Regions from separate parts of the Gossypium hirsutum genome. Here region 2 is linked to region 1. Evidence: chromatin contacts called from public Hi-C data. All regions are on one chromosome and are shown on one strand. The core of a region is the stretch at or near the end of the contact, and the rest is flanking DNA. Distances in the headings are between cores, read along the strand shown.

What was found. A called contact is a pair of places that touch in the nucleus more often than the background predicts.
Region 2: a contact with region 1 is called in a Hi-C map of leaf, with 2.7 times the contacts expected there. The contact joins the enhancer-like site here to the promoter of LOC107916324 in region 1. A contact is called at or near these places in 4 of 34 Hi-C or Micro-C datasets (hypocotyl, leaf and petal).

Annotation. Positions count from the first base shown.
Region 1 is chrA10:19,558,954-19,565,380 of Gossypium_hirsutum_v2.1, reverse strand. It overlaps LOC107916324, which reads right to left and starts at 4,323. Exons shown (of 4, transcript XM_041078949.1): 1 at 4,144-4,323; 2 at 2,420-3,207; 3 at 1,653-2,081; 4 at 1,095-1,552. The coding sequence starts at 3,203. The coding sequence ends at 1,356. LOC107916323 (GTPase ERA-like, chloroplastic) reads right to left here and starts at 377. Exons shown (of 11, transcript XR_005903393.1): 1 at 1-377.
Region 2 is chrA10:19,618,321-19,624,805 of Gossypium_hirsutum_v2.1, reverse strand. LOC107897621 (a long non-coding RNA gene) reads right to left here and starts at 6,056. Exons shown (of 2, transcript XR_001684214.2): 1 at 5,433-6,056; 2 at 4,801-5,163. Within about 2 kb of position 2,240, at least 9 of the 9 cell types and tissues checked have an H3K27ac peak or open chromatin away from gene starts, as enhancers often do. A contact at or near this core is called in hypocotyl and leaf, where this site is marked.

The sequences.
Region 1 (6,427 bases), core at 3,074-5,573:
GTGAATCTTCAATGAGATTGTTTCTTTCAAGTACTTGTTGGATTAAATCTAGCCTAGAAATCTTGTTTGGATTCCAGCTCCTGGAACCGCCTTTTCGAGCTTGGAATCGGAACCGCGATTTTCCGTGACGATTTCGAACGTAGCGAGGGAAAACACAAGAGTTATTATTGCTGGCCGTTAAGAAACACTCTCTGGCTAACGTCGGAGAAATGTGCAGAGCTAGTAGCTCCATTACCACCGTCCGTTTCTCTCCGCTGTTCTCTCCGCTTGTTGATAGGCAGCTTCACTGAAGCTGATTCAGCATTTCTGCGTTTTCAGACAATTGGATAATTCATGATTTTTATCGTATTTATTTATCCTTTGATACAGGTTCGCATAAGTAAAACGCAGCGTTTTGGATCCGTCCTTTGAACTTAAATTTTAATGTAGGATATTCATTAGGTTAAATGTCAAATTTAACCATTAAAATTTACATCTTTTTATTAATTTGACCTTTATTATTTTTTGAGATAAATTTAGTCCTCAATTTTTTAAAAGAAATCGATTTCCATCATCATCCTTTTAAAAAAACATAAATTATTATTTTTTAATAAAAACACTAACTAAAACATTACTTTCTTTAAATATGGCAATTAATATGTCGTTATATTTTTCTTTAATTTTTACTAACGTTATAGAATATTTTTTAATTTTTTTAAATATTTTTATAATTTTTTAATATTTGTTAATATGACATGTAAAATAAATAATATCTCATCAATATAAAATAGTGTAAACTGTTATGTCAACATCACTAACAAATTAATACTTTAGTTAATATTTTCATTAAAAGAATAATTTGACTCTTTTTAAACAATGGATAGCTAAATTTAACAAAAATAAATAAATAAAAACTAATTTAACTAAAAAATAATTTAATAAAATATATAAACATCATATTACGTCCTTAATTTCATATTTCATTTAATAAATTTCAACGTGTTAATAATCATTATTATATAAATTCATGTTAATATCCTTAAGCCGGAGTAGCTTTTATTGTTTTGATTGAATTTTATATGTTGCTATTTCTGGGAATAACGAAGGCGTCTTTGTTAAAGAACAAAAAGATGAACTTATGGTTAAAAGTGTTCAACGCTTCAGATTTGGCTTGGGCAACATTTTTTTTTTCTTTCTTTTTGTAAAAAGGAGGTTATAGTTTTGGGATACAAATGGGTGAGGTTACAGAAAGGTGCAGAAGTCGAGATTCAAACTACAAAACGGCTGAATGTCACTTTTATGGAGTGACTATATTAACCAGCAGAATTAAGCTCAAGATTGGGGCTACCACAGCTTTAATGATTGAATAATTTTTTTCACTTAGCTGTTTTTGTGATTGCATCATCACTAACAGGTGCCTGAGTAATGCGGGCAGAAGACGCCGATGATGCTTTTCCTGATGGTAGGTAAGACCATGCCAGCGCTGTCATGCCGAGGGTAATTGCTGCGGCTATCGAACCCCAGACCCATTTTTGTCTTCTTTTTTTCCTTTGTCTATCACGCCGTGCCATCTCTGTAATTAAACAATGATAAATTGCAAATATCAGAAAAAGGAATCCTGTAAATATAATGCATCATTACACTTGTAAACATCATGCTTATAAAACTCTCACCTATAGCCTCTTGGTTCCTCTGAGACATTTCCTGATTTACAGCCTTGTAATAGTGCAACCGGTCCAACAATCGGGCGACTTCAAAGTTCTTCAATTTAATTTGAGATTCCATCTCCATCTGCATCTCAGCCCTTGCAACGCCTCTTCCCACAGATAAAGATACAAGTCGTGCAACACTCTCTTGCTGCCTCAGTTCTTCAACTGGTTTCACCAGTTCATCATCTGTCGCATCAACCGGATCTACTGGCAATGCCAATCCTGCTACAGCAAACTCTTGGCTGATTCTTTGCCACTTGCATCGCATTTGGTTCAAAGTTTCTTCTGCCTTCTTCCTCTTTTCGATCTCTACGAGTAAATTCAATCTTATTTCACGCAGTTCAGCTTCAATGTCGCGAACAAAAGTATGTGGTGCATTATTGGAGCTTAGCTCTGGAGGAAACAAGAAAGGTAGGTAAGCTAGCTAAAAGGACAACAAAATCATCACATTAGTTGGCTTATCCAATGCTAACCAAATAGCCATGGGGAAAGTTTTCATATTTCTCATTAGTTGAACAATAATCTCTACTATAAAAGGGAAACCGAGACACCTATGAAATATGCGCACATGAACATAGATATCATAGACACAATTAAACAAGAAGAAATCCAGCACAATCAATGCTACCATGCTCCTATATATCGAGTTTTTCAAACAATTGGCACCTAAATTATTAGATATGCATCTACATATGAACATTACACGCAGATAAAACTAACACTCTACATACCGTCCCATGCATCATAAAACTCTACCCCTGATGCAGCAGATTTTCCAGCACCTTCGGCCGCAGTATGATCATCTCCATCAGTATTACTTGTGGCACTCGTTGATTCATTCAGATCAAAGAAATCTTCTTTGTCACTATATCTGTCCGAGTTTGGCGGTCCAACGTTTGGCACAGCTCTATCCTCGGCCAAACCATTACTCATCAGGCAGCTTCCAACTTCCCCATTATTGCCTCCCAATTCACCATCCCCAACGCCATTTTTGTGCTCATCTTGAATGGAGCCACCATGGACATTTGCCTTCTCCGCATTGACATGACCATTAAAAACACCATTTCGATGCTTCTCTTCATTAGGTTTACGAACGCTAGAAGTAAAAGGACCATCCTTCGATAAATCAACATATTTTGTTTCTGCCAGTGATGCTTTGTCTGCTACCTTTATTTTGCTGTTAACCTCATCTTCTTCAAGGGTTATTTGCCGTGATAATATTTCGGAAGAGCTCCTCGAAAGGCAAGGTCCACGTCGCTTGTGATTGACGATGTAAGGAGAAGAAGGGAAAAAAGATGTTGAAACAGGTAGTGGAGTTGCATCTGGAGTAGCATACAAGGCAGGTGAAATTTGGGGGCGGTTACCCTTCCTTTCTGCAGCTGATGTACTGTTCCTCCTCCGTAGCTTTGAGTTCGGAGGGATAGGTGGTTTTAAATAACGAGAAGATTTATCAACAGATTTTGAATCTCCAGATTCAATTAACCTATCCAAAGCTATAGCAGTAAACGGTGGCATGGCCCTGCATAATCAAACAAACAAAAGCAGAAGTCACTAAGCCATATGTATCATTATCCATGGAGAAGAACTAGAGGAAAGCGAAGGACAAGAATATCATTCTTACTACATTTTAGAACATTATATTTTCCATGAACTTGAGAAGGTTCACTTAACTAAGTTACAGCCAGGGGCGTTAGCACATTGACCCCACTAAAAAATCTAAACTTATACAGGAATATAACACCATTTTTATGTTTTTCTTGTAGTTTTATCTTTTGACACCATTAAAATTAAATAAGAATCCAAAGAAAGGGTCAAAATAAGTGAAATTTCCTCTTTTTAACGACAATGAGTATGTAGTTTCAAAATCAAAAAAATCTTAAAAAACTCTTTATTTTAACTCTTGCCTGCAATAAGTAAAAGACGAAAATAACGGACCATTTAAACTCAGATTTTAGTACTTGTTAACATTTTCCTCCTGCCTCGGACTGTGAGCTAAACATCAACCATAAATAAGCAAAAGGTCATATAAGTAAATGAAAAGGTGAATAAAAAAAAGTGCTATGCCTATTAGAAACAGCAAAGGCGAAATGCATGAGAGTTCCTCTTAATTTTAACAGCAACCAAACCCAACAGAAAAATAAAGAAAATTAATATATATACATGCCAACTACATGATGAATCTATTAGCAAAAAAAGTTTACATGATGAATCCAGGAAATGGAAAAGAAAACTAAAAAAAAAATCACAAACCGAGAAACAAGACGACCAGCAATGCAAAAATTGAAAAGAAAAAAACACCGTGTAAACAATTGCCTCTTCTAGTTAACAACAAAAAAAAATAAGAAGTAGAGATAAAGAAAATTTGAAGAATCCAAGACTCCTTTTCTTTTGCGAAGGCTCCGTTTGGAAGCGGAGAAAAGGCTAAAACAATGGAAGAGGAGCGACGATTCATTACCTTATACGTACTTATAGAAGAAACAACTAGGTGGGAGCGGCGGCGATGGTGATGGAGACGACGGCGCGTCGAGAGAGAACCGGATCAAACAAGAGCGCGCGAAGTAAAGAGATGCCACGGGAGGCTTTTTATTTTTAGATTTGTTGCAATTTAAGACCGCCTCAGCTTATCCCCGCAAATGTTTCGAACGAAGTTTTCTTTTTTTGGCTATTCCTAGCAGAGCTGCCTAGCTGTGAATTAACTGAAATGTCGAATTCGCCCTTTATAGTAAGGGTAGTTTCGGGATTTTAGGTGTAGTATATATGGGATGTCTCCAAAGTGTTCGGAAGATGGTTGTCGTTTTGGAAGGTTTGTGTTCTTGTTGTCAAAAGTTTGAGATGTGGAACTTCCTTTCTTCCCAAACACAAAAAATCTAAAATTTCGAAAATTGTTCCTAAATATTCAAATTTGATTTTAATTCATAAGTTAAGCAATCAAAATGATCCAACAAAAACATATTTTGTTTTTTTATTTAATTTTAATTAGTTTTCTATATTTATAGTAATAAAATTTTATTTTCAACTTAAATATTATTTGATAAATTGAAAATTTAAATACTAAAAATTTATGTGTTAAAAAATTAAGTATTGAAAATTCTAAGTAAGTTATAAAATTTGTTTGTTATACCTCTTAAAATTAAGTGTAAAATATGATTAGACAGTTTGATATATATAATTTTAAAATTTTTAAAGGAAAAATATTTAAAGGATAATCATTAAAGAAATAAAATAAAATTATTAATTGAAATTAATTTATTATTAACTTACATACTAAAACATGATAAATAAATAGTACTCCTACCAAATGTAACATAAGTGATAAGTAATCATTTATCATTTTTCACAACTTTTCATTGAAAATATTTTATCATTTAATTTTTATTATAATATGTTAAAAAATTAAATCATTAAAAATATTAATTTTTTATTTTTTTAATGAATTATCAAACAAACCGTTGAGCAAAATAATTAAAATGTTATATAAAAACAGGAAAAGAACTTCAAAGAAATGGACGAAACCTATTCCAACTAGTGGATTCAATTCAATTCGATGACTTACCACATGTATTTTGATTTTTTTAAAATTGGATAAACTGTTAAAATAATCTCTCAATCTTAATTAATTTTTTATTAAATTATAAAAAGTTACATTTTGATTAATAATATTATCAAATTATAACATTTTGGTCATCATTAGTTAATAGTCGTTACAACCTTAACGGAAAAGTGACGCGGCACGTTAGTTCAAAGGTTAATATCTAATTTGATCCTTAAAACATAGTTAAAAATATTCGATTTGGCACATTTATAACTTTTTTTAACTATAATTCTAAATTATATAAAATTCTAGAAATATCAATAAAAAATCTTTAAAATTTTAAAAATTCATTATTTATTTTTTAAAATTGTACTTATGTAAAAAAATTTAAAACTAATCAAATTTTATACATAATTTCTAAAAAAATTATATAAAATCTAAAAAAAATTATGTAACATATTTTCTATATTATAAGGTCTTAGGGTCCCAATTGACGTAGGCAACCTAATTTTTTGCCACATGGATGCTGTAATAGCCCAAAATTGGGTCTAGTTGGAACAGAGGTTTCGGGACCACAAAATCCGAGATAGAAATAATTATTTTATGATTATTTTGAGGTCTATGATATGATTGCATGATTGTGTGAAAATTTCGTGAAGAAATTCTATGCATAAAGTGCTCAATTTGAAGTTAAGGACTAAATTGAATAAGTTGCAAAACTTGCATTCTAGAAGTTTCTAGTATGAAATTGCTTTGAAATATTAATTAGGAGGTCTTAAATAGAAATTTGACCAATTTCTAAGTGATGGACAAAAATTGGACATAGATGGAATTTTTGAAAGTTTAGTAAGGAATGGCATTTTGGTCATTTGGTAATTAAAAGAAATAAAAAGGGAAAATAAAGCCAAAATTGACTCATCTTTCTCATAGAGGCCGAAATTAGCATGGGGGAAGCCATGGCTAGGGTTTTCAAGCTTTCCAAGCTCAATAGTAAGTCCGTTATAACCCCGTTTTTCAAGTTCTTTACGTTTTTAGAATCCCGGTAATTTGATTAAGCTTATTCTAGCAATAATTTAAGCTAGGGTTCATATTTGGAAAAATACCCATAGGTGAAATGTGTTTATTTTGCTGTTTTATAATATAATATGAGGTTTTAAATTATGTTAGACAACTTGTGCTACTCGGTTTAGAGTGAAAACGAGTAAAA
Region 2 (6,485 bases), core at 991-3,490, 62 kb before region 1:
TCCAACAAAAAAAACACGAAACCCAGTACAGTAGGGCACGATTTCTTGAATTTCCAAACATTAAACATTGCCTTATTTTAGAATTTAGAAAATGCGAATGAAATTTCAAAGGAATATTTGATTATTTTGGACAAACGAAAAATCAAAACCCAGCACGATAGGGCACGATTCCTCGAGTTCCCAAACATCAATCATTACCTTTGTTTTAGTAAATTTTCAAATAAACAATGATAGAACTAGCTCACAACGCATTAATTTAACTTGAAATAGAATGGAATAAATAATTTTAAAACAAAAAGTCGCAAATTACAAAGTAACATTTGTAAACAAAAAAGTAAAATTATAAACATGGGGCAATATGCACAAATAAAGTACTATACTTGGCGAAGAATAATAGTATAAACATAAAAAATAAATTAATAAACACATCATGGCAATGAGTTCATATCTTTTTTAAAACATTAATAAGAAACTAAAATATAATTCACCAAAGAACATATTAGAAGGAAATGCAACAAATTTTCAAATATAGATGAATAAAAATTAAAATGATAATACAAATGAAGAGTAAACAATACAGCAGTCATGTGTGAAATGAAATGAAAACTAAAAAACAATACATAATATACAAAACAATACGGATACTAGGAGTCAATATAATGTGCAACAATTCAAAAACCATTAATAATAAAAATTTTAAAAATGATTTATTCATGCTAGGGTTTGAAATAATTGACATGTATAAAATAAAACTAATAATATATAAAGGATTACTAAAAAGATATTATAAAGGAAGAAATTTGAATCAACAACATATCCAAATATTTTTTTTTAAATGATACATCTATTTAAGATTGACAATGTACATATGGTAGAAGATAATTTAAATAATATGTAAAATATGAAAGGTTCTAAAAATATATATATAATAAGATATATTCTTGAGATATGAGTTATATACATATTGGGTTTAAAAGGAATTATGTATGTAAAGTAACATAGAATTAATAATATATAGAATAAAAACTAATTTTTTCATGAATTATATATGCATAATAATATATATATGAATATTTAAATGAGGTATTATACAAAAAAAATTTAAAACAATATGATAAAGAAACTTTAAAATAAAGATTTTATATGAAAAAAAGGGGGTAAAATTACCATGATGACTCAAAAAAAGTATGTATATACATGTAAAAAAAAAGGTATTAAGTTAATAAATAAAAATAATAATAAATTATACAAATCAAAAGGACTCAATTAAAATAAAATTAAACTAAAAAGGATACTTGATAAATAAAATAAACTACTAAAATTAAAAGAAGAACTAAAGCGCAATGCACGCAAACGTGCGGGGATCAAAACTGGCAATATACCAGATCCCAAAACACTGCGTTTAGGCGCGGATTAAATTGCGATAACGCGCAAATCTCTAGAAAAAATTAAAAAAACAAAGAAGATGCACAGAGGGCCCAATCAGACACCAACGAGAAATAGAGGGACCTAACGCGCAAATAACCCTCAAAGACCAAAGCGCGGATCCTATCCAGGCACGGGTCGGGTGATCGGGTTATGGCTCTTGAAACGGTGCCGTTTTGTAGCCATTGAGATTGGCTTAAAACGTCGTCGCTTTATACCCTTTAAAAGGCAAAAACAAAACCCTAGTGAAACACAGCCACCATTTCTTTCCCTTTCTAAAGAAATCAGAGTAAAAAGAACCCTAAAAGCCATTACCACCATTCGGCTAATCCCAAAACTTGAGCAAATCAATTGCCACCACTACGATTCGATGGAGATCAACATGCGCGCACTTCGATTAGAGTCTTAACTCAAGACCTATCAATTTCAGCCCTTAGAAATCTCATCCCAAACTTCGATTTCGGTGAAGGAGACAAGAATTTCGATGGCCTATTTACGACGATAAACGTTCTTTTATTTTCTTATATTCGAGCCACATGCAAAATCAAAAGAAAGAAACACACATAAAAAAAAGGATCGAGAATAACCTTTCCAATAATTTTAATTCGATTTTGTTGTATTCAATATGTATATTTTAGTGTGCGTCCCATACAATTGAAAAAGAAGATGGCTTTATAGCCGAATGAGAAAAATAAAGAAAAATACAATATTTTCTTGTCTCCTTTTTTCTTTTTTGCTGTTGTGCTGTGCTGTTTTTGTCTTCATGCAGATGGGGGAGGACGTAGAGGCACGAGCGGCGCTGGGGAGTACGGAGGTCGTGCATGGGAGCGTACGGAGGCTAGAGGCTACGGCGCTAAGGTGGAAACCCTAGGGTTTCTGTGGATAATCTGGTCTTGGGCCGCTTGGGCCCGATTTGTTTTATTTGGGTATTGGGTTATGGGTTTGTTTGGGCTTAGAATTGGGTTTTTTGGGTATTGGGCCATTGTAATTGTTTTGGGCTGTTTTGTAATATTTGGACTGATGGCCTTTTGATTTGGATTTTAATATTTTTGTTTTGTTTCGGGATTGATTTTTGGTTGTTGGGCTCGGGCAGATTTGGGTACTTACAATGGGTATGAACTAATTCCTATTGTAGTTGATTAATTGAAATGTCAATTATTTAATATAAGGTTTAGAAACTAAATTGTAAGAATATGGACTAAATCGAATAAACTTAGAAACCTAGAATTGATGAATCTAGGGGAACAATTAGATAAGTGAGACCGAGAGGATATCTTATTGAGCATGAATTCGACTATCCCTATCTAGCTTAGTAAGATTGAGAGATAAATAAGACTATATCATCTAATTAGGTAAATTGAACCAATTAAAATTGACTAATTTAGAACCCTAACTTGAGAATTAATTATTGAAGATATTAATCAACTGCTATATTTTCTTCGATAATTATTCTGACTTTAGTATTTTTTCGCTTTAGTCCTTTAAATTATATTTTAGTTTAATTCAATTTTTTTATCGTTTTTTGTATAATTTATTCTAGCCATTAGCTAGTTAGCCTCCTTAATCACATGCTTTTATCTTTATTAATCCATCATATCACTCAATCTTCTTTAGGTTTGATCCTTGGAATACTCTAAGTATCGTATTGTACACTTATTACACCTGACTTGTCACACTTGCAGAACATTGTACTTCATGTTTATTTATTTGCAATTTTCTCTACTCGGCGTATGTATGCCTTGGCTCAATCAAATACAATAACTGATTCACACTTTATTACTCCCCAAGTATAGAGATCTCACATTTGTACCTAAAGACTAGAATGCTCACCTCTAAATCCTCCCTCTGAGAACTTGGGCAGTAAACACTTCAATGTTTACAATATAGTTTGCACTCTCTCATAAAAACAGATCCTCGATGAATAGATTCAAGTGCTCTCAATAAGCTCTCATACATTAACCTAGACAAGCCTCAAAACATATATCAATTTTGAAACACAAACTAATAAAGTTTGTATTTTCTCACAAAAATAGTTCCTCAATGAATAGAAATTATTGTATTGATGCGAAAGCATAATAAACTAATAAAGGTACTAACCTCTAGTCATAGCCAATGTTGAAATACAAACTACGTTGTGAAATTATCAATCTCTCATGATGGAAAACAATGTCTATTCTTTAATCACCTGAATTAGGGGCTTATTTATAAACTTCCTTCCATCAAAGAAATTTGTCCAATGTAATTACCATGTAGATAAGTAAAACTACTAAAGACCTTTATCAAAAATGATTTAATTATTATGTACACCGACATGCTCCTCAGTGTCCGCGATCCTTTTAGACTCTCTTTTGGTCTTGGTTTCCCTTCGGTAGCAGATTTGAAAGTCAAGAGTATGACAGTTTTATCGGGACCGGAGTTCTTGTATTTTCTCCCCATTTTAGCCCTTGTTTTGCTAGACTTTTGGACCTTTGTACCCTTTCTAATGAATTTGTTCTTTCCTCGAACGAAAAAAGTGATTTAACATCGCTCAATGTTCAAGGCATTTACAAAAGAGATTAAACACCACTTAAACTTATATAAAATTAAATAGTTTGATAAATGTGAGATATTAAATTAAACATAACAAATCCAACAACGCTTAAAATTTAGAATGTAAAAAAATAGATGCTTTCAATCTGGATCGATTCTCAAACTTTAATGTCAACATAAATATCGAGATTCAATATTTGTCACATTATTTTTCTAACCAGAGATATCTCTCATTTCAAAGAAATCATTTTTCAACACAAAACACTGGTCATGGGATGAGGCAAAGGGATTGTAAAACCTGTTAGTAACATATAGACCTTTAACCCATCAAAAGAATCCAGCAAAGCCAACTTTAAAAGCAAGTGGAAAAGAGAATTTGTTTCTCAAAATTGGTGATAGTGCGACCACTTTTTCTTTTTGGCCAATGCTGCTGAGTGCTGCTTAAGGAAATCAATGTCCTCTCTCACTTAATTTATAGGGTTAAGCCGAAACACCATAAGGCATGGAGCACCACATCATTATTACATGTTTACTACATCAAATATATTTTCTTGTCCTTAGGGGACAAAGTTTTCGGTTTAAGTCCAAACTAAATTTTCCCACTTAGTATTTGTATTTTTTTCCTTTGTACAATGTTACGGAGATATTACACCTTTAAATACCTTTAAATTTACATTTTTTTAAATTTAGACTTATCAATCTTTTGTTAAGGTTTTGAAGTCAAGTATCCTATCTTTTTTTTATTAAAATATGTTTAAAATTATTACAATTTTTATATAATTGAAACATATTAATAATTTATATTATAGAAATATGAAATGTTAATGTAATAGATAGAAGAAAAAATAAAAAACAAATCAAATTGTATTGCTCTTCCATGGAATTTTTTATGTTTTTGAAAATAGAATCAATTGGTTCGACCACAAATTTCAAGTGTAGAGCCCAATTTAGCTCGGGGCCCATAAACCAAAAAAACAAATAAAAACAAAGTCTAAATTACAGCCCAAAACACCCAACACAAAAACTAAAAAACCTAGGCCCAAAACCCCAGCCCACTTAGCACTAACCGACAACCATCAAAAAAGCAGAAAACCTTAGGTGCGCCGCACCTAGGTCGGCTGCTCACACCTCCCTCGAGCGCCGAATGCCACTTCTCCGCAACGTGCGCTGCTCCACCACGCCACGTCAGTGACGTGCTCAATCATGTACCTACAAACGTGTAAAACAGTTGCAAAAAAAGGGGCTATAAAAGCCTTCGAAAACGATTGTAAAAGGACGTTTTTTTTACGGATATAATAGCAGATATACACACCAAAAATCAATAGAAAAGATCTTAGTGCAAAAGAAATCAAAAGGTGATTTTAGATTCAACTTTCCTTGATTTTACGTTTTCTTTTGATTCTATTTCCTTTTGTTTTTTTTTTTTCATTTGGTTTTTTAAAGCTTTTGAAAATAGAAAAGGGAAAGATTTATCTTACGAATAGCCAAGAATGTTGACCCTCGAAGCCTGAATCTGTTGGACGTCGTTTATGGTGGCGGATCGGCATTCAAAGGGAGGGATTAAAGTCGGCTAAGGAGAGAAATTAGGAGAGAAATAAAAAGGGGCTAGGGTTTCTTTTAAAAAAAAATGGCAAAATGCCATTCAAATTTTTTTTTTTAGTTTTTAAAGGGCAAACAAAACGGCGCCATTTGGGGAAGGATGGGATCCGCACGCCAACTCGCTCCACGGCCCGGATCCGCGCTTTTACTCTTCAAAGGGGAAATTTATGCTGCTGGTCCTTCCCCTTTGCGCCGACTTTTGATTTGGCCCTGTTTGAATTTCATTTGTTTTTAAAAATTGCCCCTGGATTTTGCGCGTAAACTCAATGTGGTCCTCACCTGGACGTTGCGTTTTGGGTTTTGGGGCATTTTCGGTTTTAACCTTCGAACATTTGAGCGCGCTTTATTTTGGCCCTCAATTTTGTTTTAATAATTTGTTTGGCTTATAAAATATCCCTTTAATTTTGATTTTTCTTTCAATTTGGTTTTTAGTCATTCATTTTTAAAAAAAAACATATTATTTGTACATATTATTTTTGGGGATTATTTCATTGATTGCACATTGTTTTCATTTTATTTTCATGTGCATATTCTTTTATTTTATTATATAATATATTTATCTTAAATTTTCTTTTTATGTACATTCTTGGTTCTAATATTACATTATTATTATTGTATATATATTATTTTTATATAAAGTTTTACCTCATGTATATTATTTATCTTGATTGTCATAAATATTATTTTATATATTATTATATATATATATGTACACTATTTATTTTGAAATTTTATTTATGTATTATTATGCTATCTATTTTTGTTTTTATTTTTGGTACATTTCAAATTTTCATGTAAACTATTTACTTTATGATATTTATTTTAAAATTCATTTGTATATTACTATTTAGTATATTATTTATTTGTATTTTTCTTCTTATTTTAAATTCTTGTATCTATGATTGGTTTTCAAATCTTTATATTGTTGCACA